Regions from separate parts of the Columba livia genome. Here region 2 is linked to region 1. A link is a contact called in public Hi-C data. All regions are on one chromosome and are shown on one strand. Each heading gives the region's core, a stretch centred on a gene start, on an enhancer-like site or on the middle of the called end of the contact. The rest is flanking DNA. Distances are from core to core; before and after follow the strand shown. Region 1 overlaps CHD7 (chromodomain helicase DNA binding protein 7). Region 2 overlaps LOC135578641 (a long non-coding RNA gene).

Region 1 (6,954 bases), core at 2,299-4,798:
TACCACAATCAAATAATGATGCTAGTAAATAGGAAAGAATTGCTTCAGTCATGCTATGTATTTAGTTTAAACTATAGCTATTCTGACACGTCGTTGGATCTTGTCAGATTTTATGAGTAAGGTGGGCTTTGACTTGGTCCGTACTTAAAGGGGAAGTCTCCCTCAGACACTTTGTAGGATGCAACATTCTTTCCCTTAAATCAGTTTTGAAAAACTATTCTAGCATAATTTTTAAGTGGCACCTACTGCTGGAGTCAATCTCCTTTCAAATTGCTATAAATCAGAAGCGTGTTTCCTTATGGCCATTCAGATTTGTGAGAATTTTTGCAAGAAATATTTATGTAACACCATTTTCTGGCTAGCGCTCTGAATTTTTGAAATCTCCACAACTACATTTGCATGAAAGTTTGGGTTGATTTTTGTTATTTGCAGTTCTCTGTACTGAATTATGTTGCCATTCAGTTTTTGGTGGGTGTGTTGCACACAAAGGAATTAATATAGCAGTGATACTTAGCTTTAAACACGTTTGCAATGCAGTTTGTGGTGAGAGCTTTTCCATTCAGATTGTGTAAGAAATACTGGGGTTTTCTGTAGGTCTGTCTGCACCAGTGCCCAGAGGGAGGAAAGGCAAGAAAGTAAAAGCCCAGAGTTCACAGCCAATGCTGCAAGACGCCGATTGGCTCGCAACCTGTAACCCAGATGTATTATTTCAAGAAGACAGCTATAGGAAACATCTCAAACATCACTGTAATAAGTAAGTATTAATAAATATTTCATTTAGAGGTTTTGTAGGTTTTTTGTGGTTTTTCTTTTTTTTTTTTTTTTTTTTTTCACTACGTGCTTTTGAAAAGTTCACAACTTAAATTTGTATGTTTTTAATAGAACAGAAGGCCATTTAATAGGATGTAAAGGCCATTATTACTTTTTAATTTGAGAATAATCATATTAACAGATAACTGGCTGCTTCTATAAGCTCTTCATGACTGATCAGCACTTAAAACACAGTTCTGATGAAAATCATTTTCTACTTAACTGTATAAAAATGGAATCAGATAAGGTTATTCTTTTTACCATTTAAAGAAAAGACTATATCTCTACACTGTCTGTCTCTCTTGACAATTGGCTATCCTTAACAAAGCTGTTTGTTTCTTACCCTTCTTGTGGGGTCTCTCAGGCTGATTTCCTTAGAGTTCTGTTCCTTAGATGTTAGATATCCAGTTCTTAGTTTCAGAATTTCATGTGGTAGTTCACCTGTGTGTGGGTGTATCTCTTCATTCTTTTTCTCACTTCCTCTCTTGCTCTCCACATTATACAGAGTATTTCTTCTTTTCTCCTTTGTTTGAGATAAAATATCTCACAGAGTTCTCTTACCTAAATCAGTGCCCTGATTTGATTTTTGAAATTCTAAACATGTTACTAAACTGAAAACCTTTGGGGATAAAGATAATTGTATTTTGATTTGAATGTTACATTGTTTTATTGTTGCATGAATGTCTCTTTAAGAGCCTCTCTTGCATTCTTTTAGCTTTTGTTTTGTGATATCTTAGTTATTTTTGTGTCACCTTCCTTTAACAGTGCCCTTGTTCTCCATCTTAGTTTTGCTTACCATATTCTTCATTACAGACACCGAACCTAACCTTAGTCCCAAAACTATCTTGTTTGGGGGCTGGGGGAAGTTTTCTGCTTTTTGGATTTGGGGGATTTTGGTTTGTTTTGGTTTTAAATTTATTTTCTGCGTTGTTTATATACACCAAGTAGATGTAACACAGTGTTACTGAAAGGTGGTCATTCTTTTTGTGATTTTAATATTATTGTGTCTTACTGTTTATTGGAAATAAATTATTGATCTGAAAAGTACCTGTGGCCTGTCAATAGGTGGTGTGATGTGAAGGAGGAAAGGCATTTAAGGGGTTTATTAGCTCGTTTCCAGATGTTAACCAAGATTAATTCTCAGCTGATGAAGAGAGATACTTATGGAATTACGTGAGCAAGTGCACATCCAAATAAACTGCTTCCTCATTTTTTCTAAACTGTTAGTTCAATTTCTTATTACATTTCACTTGCTCCTAAAGTAATTAAATTCTTTCCTGTAACATTATTTTCATCTCCCAGGTAACATGTCTTCATTACTTGTTACATCAGTTTGCAGATCAGACTTAAATTCATTTTTAAAATATTGTTTCTGTAATAGTACAGTAGAACAATTAGAAGGATCGGGAAGACAAACGTGCAAGAATGTTTTCAATTGCTATCTTCTTCGTTCATTTCCCAGATCCCCCAGGACTAAGTGAATTGTAAAAGCAACATGTTTAGTAAAATCAGGTAAAATCAGAGGTGGAAGCCAATTAATAGTCTCAGTAATTTCCTTGAAAAGGTAACAGTAGCAGTTGGTTTTATAAGAGCTGTCGTCCTGTCCTTATGTAATATGTATGCTGTTTTAATTCATAGGACTCCTGAAAGGTGCAAAGAGCCTCTAATTTTTGGTTGATGATGTGTTGTTTTTTTTCCTGCTCCTCTTCTGTGGCTTGATGTAACAGCTGTTATTGGTTAATATGAAGATGACAGAGACCCTCAACAGCTTATTTACGTAGCCACACAGGGAGAAGGGACACCTTACTGGTCCCAGTTATCATGCATACAAAAAGAAGCATGTCTGACATGTTTTGAATTGTAGACATGACCTTCATTCAAATCCCTGCTCTTCTGAGGTTTGCTCAAATAACACACGTAAAACCGGGTCTTGCTCTGGTTACATCAGATCTCTAGTGAGGAGCTCTCAAAAACCGGTGGTGGTCTAAATTTTTCATGTGAGCGGGTGATCAGATTACTGCCGCCCTGGTCACCCTTGCTGTTCAGGAGCAGCAGCAATTCAACAGTTGCTGTGATGGATTTGGGGACAGTGAGAGGGCAGACTGAGTAATCTTCATTTTAGCTGGTACTGGTTTTTACTTCGTGAACTAGGCAGCAGGGGGTGCCCTGAATTGGGTAAACATAGGAGAGCAGAATTATTTTCAGGTAGATACTTCTTCTGCAGAGATGACCTCTTTTCTAGTCTCCTTGAAAAGCCAGACTCTGCCGTTCTCCCTCCTGCCAGCTTCAGCACTTGCCAGCGCTTCCAAAAATGACTGTGGTATTGCAGAGATGGGGAAAAATAAACATGGGCAATGAAGATTTTGCACTTCCTTGTAGCAGTAAGGTTGTGCACAAGTAAAATTAAACAGCAGTTTGAACTTTAAAGAGTAAAAATAGTTAATATCTCCCAAGGGAAGTGGGGGATTATTTTTCACCCCCCATTCTCAGAAGCAAAAAGTTGTATAATCTGAAAAACCTGACATTCCATATTGAGGGTTTATTGTTAGGTAGTAAAACCAGATTTTATATCTCGTTTATTCCTACAACTTCTGATGTGCTTCCAAAAATGGTATTAAGGCAGCAGCTGAGGAAATTTTATGAGATAATGAAGCAGAACAGTTACTGAAAGCCATCTGCTCAGTTGTTTACAAACTTGCTTCAATACTTCAGAGGCAGTGGTAGAGTACGTGTCTAAACTTCACAAGCTGCGCTAGGTAGAACTAAATGAAATGCGTCGGGGCCGGGCTGAGCTGGGTCCCTCTCTGCGCAGTGTAAGCGGTTGCCAGGCAGGCCTGTTGGAAGCCAGCAGAAAGCACCACACAGAGGTGATTATGTGCCACCATCTGTCACGCTTCAAGCCTACCATACAGCATGGCTAATCAGCCTTGGCAGGATGATGGATGAACAGCAGCAGCTGCCAAAAGCCACTGTTGGCAAACAGTCCTGAAGTTAAGAACTTTTTCCCCCCTCTGCCTTCCTCTCCAGGGTCCTGCTGCGTGTCCGCATGCTCTACTATCTACGACAAGAAGTTATAGGGGACCAAGCAGACAAGATCTTAGAGGGTGCTGACTCAAGGTTAGTGCAAGTGCAGGTTTATTTTTTTGCTTTATGACACTGGCTTGTATAAAGTACACCCACTATTATAATGCAGAATTTAAAGGTTGTTACACTTTACCTCTTAAATGTCCATTCTCAAGCAGCCTCATTATTTTGTCGAGAGCTGTGGGTAATTTTGTTTGGGGAGGGAACGGTGTGGAAAACAACAGAAGCAGATTTTTCAGTTCCGCTAATATTGAAGGGTTATTCTGTCTCAATTTAAAAATTAAAATATGCTAGGCCTTAAATGAATCGTATTTGGATAACTGTTGTCGTTCCACTCCCCAAATAGCCTAGTGTTGTGGTTGTATTTTTGTTTTGGTTCTTTGTTTGTGTGTGTTTGTTTTGTGGGTTTTTTTGTGTGTGTGGGACAAGTTTGGTTTTGTTGTGGTCTGGTTTTTTTGTTGGTTTTGGTGTGTGGTTTGGTTTTGGGGTGTGTTTTTTGGTTTTGTTTTGTTTTGTTTTTAACTATTGTAATTTTTTTCCAGACATTTGAATTTCTGTGTTGGATTTTTGTTTGTTTCCCCCTTTTCCCTGCCTCTCCCCGTTTATGTTTATGAAATAGCGTGCACTGTGGTTTGGCTTTTTTTTTAAGCCTTTGTAGAATAATACCTTTAATGTAAATAATGCTGTATTTACAGTGAAATAGATGTATGGATACCTGAGCCATTCCATGCTGAAGTTCCTGCAGACTGGTGGGATAAGGAGGCAGATAAATCCCTTCTAATTGGAGTATTCAAACACGGTAAGTGATGTCTCACTCTGAACAAAACTCAGTTGTAAAGCTTTCTGTGTGTGGGACTGTTCAGTCATAATATTAACAAGTATTGTTCCAAAGAACTGTTGGCTTGTATCTCCCGTTTTTTTCTTGCCTGCATTAAAAACCTAATATGAGCTGTAAATATCAGATGCTGTTTTTAAATGTTTGCAGAACATTTGAGAAAAAAACATTACTTTCTTGGCTGTAAATAAAACAGAACCATATTTGTTTAAATAATAGCCAAATAGTAAGATAGATCTCCATAAACTTTGCTTCCAGCACTGCTTCACTTGCTAACTCTGCCAACCAGTGTCAAAGTGGACGGTGGGCTTAACCTCTGCTATTAATCTGTACAAGTGCCTCCTGGGCTTTGTTCCAAGCAATATTTCACAAATGTCAGTGTTGAGAACTCCCGGTTCCCTTGAGTGGGATGCAGCCTTGTTAACTTTGAAAGGCTGGGGATGCAGAGCTGGCATGATATATACAGTGAGCGATTCCTGATTATAATCCCAATTCTCTAGAGGTCGCAGAGGTATTCTCAACAGCCCAGCCTGACTAAAGGGGAGAATGATGGCTTATAAAACCTTTCATGATTACAGTTTGGCTTGAGGCTCTACAGCAGTTAGGAGCAGTGTGTTGTAGTACAAATCCTAATTGAATTGTGCTGTTCTGCCTATGTACAGCAGCTCTGTTTGTGGGCTCAGCTGAGGCAAGTCTAGTCTAAAAATCATTTTCCTGCAGTGCACTGTTGGGATCTGCCATTTTCCATCTAGTCAACTTGGGCAGTAAAAAAGCAAACAGCAGTTTGAAAACCATAGAGGGAACAGTGTCATCTTACTGACATGCATCATCCTAAACCTAATAAGACAGGTTCGTTGGCCTTACGTATAACCCATGTATGCAGCATTTTTGCAGCCTACATCGAGGGTTCCAGCAGGGCTGGAGCTATACATAATGCGTATCTGTGTGTGTGCGTTTCCATTCACATCTGTGTTTTTCCAGTAGAGAGTGTTGAATGTGGAGAACCACTGTGAAAGCCATATAGAAAACTTAAGTTTTTCACTTGTGCGAGGTTTTTACTTTACCTTATAAAGACATTACATTGAACGCTTTCTTTCAGTATCTACTATTTGTTAATGTTATTGATGTGAAAATGTTTCTGTGCTGATGGAATTCACCAATATGAAAAATTTCATTACATGAATGAAATGATTGTTTTCAGCACGGTGACAGCTCCTTTGTTTTATTTCAAAATAAATTAAGCCAGAAAATTGTACTTCTGCTGCCTAAACGTATTATATTCACAGTTGTCTATAGCTTTTTATTTTGTTTTAAATTGTCTCCCACTCTGCATGCAGGTTATGAAAAGTACAATTCTATGAGAGCTGATCCAACGCTGTGCTTCCTGGAACGGGTTGGCATGCCTGATGCAAAGGCCATAGCTGCTGAACAGAGAGGGACAGACATGTTAGCAGATGGCGGTGATGGGTAAGGGGGACATGAGAAAATTAATAAACTTTATCAGCACTGTATATGTTGGCATGAGTTCATATGTCATATTTTGCTTACATCTTGCCTGAGGATCTGAAGTGATCGTATGATGTAAAAAGTACCTAGAACTGTTTACACAGTCGGGCATGAAATATAAATGTGTAAGTTGGTATACCATACTGATGGCTTTTGTAGCTTTTTGCTTTTGTGCATAAAATCAGCCCTTTCTCAAAAAAAGATACGATTCTTGAAAATATTTTTTTTAAATATTTTATAGTGGTGAATTTGACAGAGAGGATGAAGATCCGGAATATAAGCCAACCAGAACTCCTTTCAAGGACGAAATTGATGTAAGAACTTCAACTTTCTCTCATTATGAATATATATAATTAAGCTGATTCTCTGTGTTTATCTTAATATGCAGTTCTTAACTTTGAGAGCTATCAGATAAACACACCTTACAAAGATTGTTTGCTGCTCTGTTTGAGAGATGACATATATTTTTCTCCTGAAATGATAGCATATGGTCAACACTGAAAACTAAAATAACTTCTGTCTTCTCCCCAAGGAATTTGCAAACTCACCTCCAGAGGACAAAGAGGAATCCATAGAAATACACCCAAGTAAGACTATAGGAAAGAAATTGAAAAGGCAAAAATGTTTATATTACCCTGTGAGGGGATATGTTGTGTTTTGGGAAAATGTGGTAAACTTTTTACTGCCAGTTGTCTTCATGCTTCACATCTTTCAAAACA
Region 2 (6,954 bases), core at 3,327-5,826, 120 kb after region 1:
TTCCATCCGGACTTTTGTTTCCTGGATATCTCATGTAGTACCACATGCTTTTTTGGGATCAAAAGTCACGTCAGGATGACTTTATGTTTCCATTTCTATCAGACAGTAATAGGGGTAGCACTCAGGTAGCCAGGCTAAATTACCTGCGTTTTTCGTTGATTGCAGGAAGGGTGCCAGCTGCTTACGTGACTGGGAGAGGTCTCCGAGGCCATGCACGCAGCCAGGCGCCGTGCCAGTTGTTTGGGTGGCTGTGCTTTTCACAAGGGAATGAGTCACTGCCGTGGTTACCACCCCTCCACCCCTGGTATTGGTTTCTAATATCTTACGCTGGCAGGAGGTCAGGAATCCAGGAGGATCCAGATTTGGGTCCAGGCTCCTGTTCTGTTTCCTTCCCTTTATGGCAGTAATGGATTTCCTGCGCTTCCCTCCCTTTCCTCTCCTGCTTCTTTATGGATGCGGCCATTATGTAGCTCTGAGAAAATGGATTACCAGGGAATGCTTGGGATCACTGCTGCTCTGCTGCATGTTTCTGTGTTTGCAGAATCGTTACACAGAGGTTTTTAATTGTCGTATTTGTTTTAGAGATTTTATGTGAGGCCATGGTGTTTCAAAGTTGTCGCAGGCTGGGGAGGTATTGCACCTGTTACCCATGTTTCCCCATCTGCTGTGAATCATTGAGGGAGACTCCTGGGTGCCTCTTACAACCTCTGGTTGCGGGTGAGTCAGAACTCCCTTGAAGGCTCCCGCCCATCATCACTGCCTCCCCCTCAACATGGCATGTGGCCATAGGCGCCCACAGAGCCAGGGAAGCGGAGTTACAGACGGGTGCACCCAACATGTAACAACCATTTTGGTGATGCATCCACACCAGTGCCAGCTGTGGTGTGCAGTGGTGCGCAGGCAGAGAAGAGGCTGGCACTTGCTGCAGGTGTACGCCACTGTGAGTGTCACTGTGCTCCTCTCAGGAGGAGCCACATGCACGCTCTGCCCATCGCTTTGCGGGAACAGCCCGTGACAGGAGCTACTATTCAAATGGAGGCGTGAGAAAAGTGAATGGGAACGTAAATGCTTCAGGAACGGCTGTTTCTTTATCCCTGCTCCTAAAGCTTTCTAAGAAATGTGAACATTTTCTGCTTTTAGCCAGGTTCTTAATCCACACCACACTAGGCTGGACCCCAGCTCCCACCAGCCTCTCCCCCTCTACTGTTCACCTGCCCCAAAACTGCTCCTGTACTCTGCCCTCTCACTGCGTGACACCAAACATTTGTGTCCTTCACCAGCCCTCCAAATCGGGCTGTTGATGCCACACAGTGATGATACGTCACCCCTACACATGTAATAGGACATGTCCCTCATCTGCTGCTGTCAGGGAACACAAGTAGCTCCATTGCATGCAGGGGTGGGAGGTGTTTATGGTTTCTCAGCCTCTCAGCCAAGAGATGCTTCAGTGCCTTCATTCTCCTCCTCCTCCTCAAATATAGATTGAACCCATCCCTGCTGCTGCTGCTGCTTATCCCCATTTCTATGAGCGTGGGCTAAGAGATCTCCTCTCCTGTGTGTGAGGCCGCAGTTCCTCTCACATTAAGTCCACCAAACCATTTTAGTTGTTATTTCTTTATTTTCTGTTTTGCGGTACATTGCCCAAATAATTTGCTATATTCAGGAAGGAAGTGATAAATTTATAAGAGTGGTAGCAAATTTTTCAGAAATATCTGTACAAGCATCACACATCCCTGAAAGGCTGTCATTACACACTTTGCTAATTCAATTAAAAAAATTTACATGGGAGAGTATTTTTAGTTTAAAGACATAGTATTTCTATTTACAGTCAAAGAAATAGATGTCTTTAAAAATCTAGCAGTATTATTTGCAACAGCTGGTTTAGCTTATGAAGCTGCTAGGAGTAGAGGGAGCAGTCTCTGAGACAGTGATTTTATACTTCAGAGCACTAGTAATCTGTTTGTCCTTGCTTAACTTCTTCTGTGCCATGCCCTGGTTCACATTTGGAGCTATATTTTATCTCCAAGTTCCTATTATTTCTTACAGGTTAGCACAACATATGACCTATGACATTGCAGCTGTAAAGAAAGTAGGCACATGTGATCTTTCTCTTTAGTTTTCATATCTCAGCACTCTGGCCATTCAATTTAGTTTCCCAGGTGCTGACAGCTGGTAATGCTCTTAACTGCCCTCCCCTTTTGGTAAGTTATGGATATTTCCTAACTGAAGTTTAATTGTGTAACTTTACTTCACTCGAAATGCCAAAGGTCCCAGGAACCCATTCCTCCTCCAGGCTGATTACGGCACTGAAGATAATACTGTTTGCGGATGGTGAACCTAAGCCCCTACTGAGTGTCTTCTAAGACAAACTGACATTTATTGCATTCCTTATTATGATATGACTGTCCAGAGCTGGCCCTGAGGACACAAAACCCCAGTTTTTAGGTTACATCTTCCATATATATGAAAGCAAGCATTAAAAAAATGTTGTTTGAGTTTGTCACGGAGGCTCAGAGAAGGCGGTGGGAATAAGAGATTGAAAGGAAGAGCAGTTCTGTAGGTACCAAAGGCAGGAGCAGGGGACTGAGCACCTCAGGACCTAACAGGTGAGTGTTGCACCTGCCTGGTGCCATGAAGCAGGACATGGTCCCACATGTGGTGCTTCGTACCTGCCTCACACAGTCCATGTTTATCCCCTTCTTCCCGGGAATGACAGCCCCCCGTTCTCAGTGTTGGGCACACTGTACAGTGCCAAACTGTCTCATCAACTGGGCACTGGTATGCTCCTCCCTCGGTGGCCTTCACGCGGTAGTTAGGGTGCTAAGGGTGACCTTGGGGCCTGTCCTGTGGACCTATTGTCCCTCTGCCTTCAGTCTGCATTGATGGTGGTTGCCCTGGCTGCCCTGTTCCCTGGGTAGGCAGAGTAACACTGGTGTCACCGCATCCTCCTGGCCTCCAGCTCTCTGGAAGAAATCTGGCCAAGGGACTCTGGAGTCCTGGGACCCCTCTGTGAGAAGGTACCAGGTCCATGCACATGATCTGTAGGACCACAAGCAGGTCAGAATGGCTATGCACCAATGTTAATCAGCATCTGCCTTCAAAGTCCTTATTGGGAGTTATGGACACCAATGTCTGTTGAGACTGCCATGAAGTCTATCCATAGCTTTGCTCAATGGGTGAAATACGCCTGCACTTCATCCCAGGGGTAAACTGAGGTTAAACAGTGAGGGTAATAAACTGAGGGTAATGAGCAGTAAAATAATGGTGAAATGTCCTGATGCTATTGCAACAGAGACGAAGGTGGGGAGAGCAGGACTGGCTGATGTTCCCAGAGGGTGAACTCACTTTGCCCAATTCCATGACTATTGAATGCTTCTGCAGCCATGCCATGCTGGAGTCAGATGAAGAGAGAGAGGAAAAAAAAACCCAGACAAATAAAAACTGAATACAGCATCCCTTTCATTCTGCCTCCACTCTGTATATTCATAATTCTGTCTGCTGGGGACTATTTTACTCGTACATGGTGGTGCCTGCTTCAGTGGGTACAGCTGCTTCTCCCTAGGAGATAATGGAGGGAAGTTTGCTGTGGGAACCATTCTGAGTCAAGTCCACCAATTTCACTCTGAAAGAAAAAAAAATGTTTGTCAAAAATTGACCCCCATTTTATAGATCCTTAACAAGTTTGCTGAGATTCACCTTCTTTAATGTTTATACTTTTCACCCTTCACAGGGCTCCTCAGTCCCCTGCAGCTGGCAGCTGGTTGCTGCCTGTTCCACAGCTGATGGGAAAAGATTGACCCAGTGAGAGAAGATGTTACAGATCTCCTGAAGCAGCTGGCCCAGCTTTGCTGCTTGCTAGCAAAGCCCAGAGGCGAAAGGACCATATATTCCCCCCACCTGGGGACACAAACTGTTCCAGGAGCCTCACATGAGGCATGGGGAGGGGGGCGAGGTACAGGCTGCATTGCATTTGGGAGGTTGCATATATGCTTCAGCAGAGGAGAAGACACCATACAGAGGGAAACTGCATCTCCTGCATGCCCTCAATGCCCTTCCTTTCTCCAGACAGCCCATGGGACTTCCCAATGACAAACCATGAACCAGTCTAACACAGGTCCAGTGATGAGGAACAGGGAAGAAGCAGGAGAGTTTTTTGGTCCACTTAGATTAGACAGTTGGTCATCATTAACATTTCTATAGGAAGAAGCAGTTTGAAGAAGTCCTTGTCCTTCCCAAGTGCATTCCCTCTCTCCTCCTTTCCCTCCTGCAGTTTGCTGTCCCCTCCCCCAGTTGTGTTAAGGCAGCTATTTCTGGTGTCGCTGTTTAAAACAGATCAGTGGGGTTTTTTTCTGGTTTTGCTAATACTGGCCATTTCACTAATTTAGTTTAAAGCATATCAGCACACTTAAGAGTGATAAATGAAAGGGAGGAGAGAGAATAACAAATAGCTGTGGGTGAGAAAAGGCAGGGTCCTCCTTTGGCAGCTTTGCCATTAGATAATTGTGAAGTGGAATGGCACCTTCAGATGTCCACTGAGAAATGGATCTGCATTAGGGTCCTGATTCCAAAAAGCATGCCAGAGCATGCTTCACTGCTGCTCTGTTGCTAAATTCTCAGTAAACTGGCAAGCAAGCACATGTCCGAGGCACCCACTGACTGGTGATATGCTGCCAAGCTGGGGCTCAGAGAAAGGAGAAAAGTAAATATTAGTAGCTTTGTACTGATGAAACCTACAGAAAATAGACAATGCAATACTTTCAACAGAACCAAAATATGCACTCCGTGCATCCATTCTGCAAGTGTTGGAGTGGTGCAGTGTTTTGCTGAATTTCCCCTGGTTTTTGCTATAACATTTGTCTGTAGTATATGAGGCTCATACGTATATTTAGGCTTTTTGCTTCTGTATAGGTGCCAGACTTTCAGTGTTGCAAGAGTTCCATGGGCCTGTTTCTGATTTATTCCAGTGGGTAGTCTTATTTTCTCGAATAGGTTTTCTCTTGATTTCTGCTGGTCAAGTGGAACTGAACCTGTCTGGGTACATCGGAGTGGTATACTAGGACCGGCTGCAGAGACTACACAATGCTGATGTACTTTTCCTGATCATCCTGATTGCGTAATGATCACCTGATTAAACTTATGATTTAAATGCTGCATGTCTTGATAGACAAGATCACAGTTATATAGCCTGAAGTGCCACCTAGAGTCTTACTTCATATATCTTTCATAACATTGATCTTAGGACCGTATTTGAAGGTCAGGAGCTGGATAGTGGGGGCAAGGTTAGCAAGCGATCTTCAGTGGTCTAAGAAATGACAAGTGAAAATTAAGTAATGGGAATGAGCAGACTGTCTTCATTGGAAAATGTCTGTTTTCTGTTCTGTCTCCCTATTTCTGCCTCACACACAGATGGTACCAGGCAATGGTGCCAACTGGGAATGCCCATGGGGCATAGCTGCCATGGGGTTTCCTTTGGGTGCTTAGGTCAGCAGATGGGAGCCAAAGTTGTCCTAGCCAGAGATGGCTGCAAACAGGACCTCAGGGCCAGACAGTATCCCCAGGCTCCCTCAGTACACCCACCGAACCTAGGGGAAAGCCAGCCAGCTAAGGAAGCTTCAGGGACATTCCAATACTTCTCTGGGGGACACCACACGCTGCTCAAGCTGTTCCACCCCTGGCAGCCCATCCCTGCCAGGTCCCACTGGGTGCAAACAGGAGGTCTGTTGCCTCCCCTTCCCCCTGCAAAGCCATACTCAGTCCCTGTCCCTACTTGGGGACACACACAACCAGCTGAAATGGGGTTTCTTATCCTGACTCATTTCTCTCTCAATGTACACAGTTTCCCTCTTTCATGCTCCTGGACAGGCTTTTCCTTTCTCCTGGGTCTCCTGGACTCATACATGAAATTGGAAAGACCTTTCTGACACCCACATATTCTACCACTGAAAGTGAGCCACTGTGGCTCTTGGAAAGGAAACTCCCCCCTATTTTTAGGGTTTTCTGGTATATGTCTGCATAGGAATGCCGAAAACCACAGGAGGAATGAAGGTGTTCAGAGCTGTGTGCAAAAAAACAAACCTGTACCCATAGATCCTAATATTAATATTTCCCGTATATTATATCTCATAGCATTCTGAATCTGATTTCGCCTGTAGCTATATCAAGAATAAATGCTTTTCCTTTGCCTAACAGAATCAATCGGCCCACAGTGGGTCTTTATTCCCATTCAAATTAAGGCCTATTCCATACTGAAAATGCAGTAACGTAGCTAAATTGATTTCTAACTTGATTTTCGTTAAATGGGTGTAGTTCCCTGCGGGGATACACTTAAATCAGTCAAAGAGTGGGTAAATTATGCATCTTTGTGTATTTCTCCATGATTTATCTCAATTAGATGTAAAGGCATTTCGCATTATCTGAAACACCGACCACAGGTAAAAACCCACACGCAGAAACCTGTGTCTGCTAATTCCTGGGGATGCTTAGCAACTCTCCTAAAGTGCCGAACGCTCTGAAATCTTGCTGTCGAGCGCCGGAGGTGTTTGCTGCCTCACAAGTGTTCAGCACTTCTGGAGATCAGGCACTGCATTGTCGTTGTGTGTGTCTTGTCCCTCCCCATATTTCATGGTGGATAATTGCATCCCCCCCCAGCCAGGCACAGCCTTGGCTTTGAAGCACCCTCGTTGCTCTGAGAACCGGGGCTAAGTGCAGCCCTCAGGAAGCCCAGGATCCCGGCGGACTCCGAGGGAGGCTTTTTTCTTATTAGGCTGTGCCACCCTCATGGGAGAGCTTGGCTTCCCCGTGAGAGAAAAAAACCCTTAGCAAAGGAAAACCGAAGTGATTTCTAACATAAGGCACAGCCAGTGCTGGGAGATGTCTCCCGGCTCAGCCCTGCCTGGGCTGGGCTTAGCCGCACCTCTGAGAGGCTGGGGCATAGTGCTTGGCTTTGCAGAGTTT

The links. Hi-C and Micro-C count contacts between places; a contact is called where the count stands out from the background.
Region 2: a Hi-C map of liver shows a contact between it and region 1, with 2.8 times the contacts expected there. The contact joins two enhancer-like sites. A contact is called at or near these places in 2 of 2 Hi-C or Micro-C datasets (crop and liver).

The regions. Positions count from the first base shown.
Region 1 is chr2:124,010,228-124,017,181 of bColLiv1.pat.W.v2, forward strand. It overlaps CHD7 (chromodomain helicase DNA binding protein 7), which reads left to right. Exons shown (of 39, transcript XM_065053626.1): 24 at 595-754; 25 at 3,838-3,927; 26 at 4,590-4,693; 27 at 6,067-6,196; 28 at 6,477-6,549; 29 at 6,768-6,822. Among named protein-coding and RNA genes, the nearest start is that of CHD7, 120 kb to the left of the region's middle. Within about 2 kb of position 3,549, at least 1 of the 3 cell types and tissues checked has an H3K27ac peak away from gene starts, as active enhancers do.
Region 2 is chr2:124,127,940-124,134,893 of bColLiv1.pat.W.v2, forward strand. The region is part of intron 2 of LOC135578641 (a long non-coding RNA gene); the gene reads left to right. Among named protein-coding and RNA genes, the nearest start is that of CLVS1, 79 kb to the right of the region's middle. Within about 2 kb of position 4,577, at least 1 of the 3 cell types and tissues checked has an H3K27ac peak away from gene starts, as active enhancers do.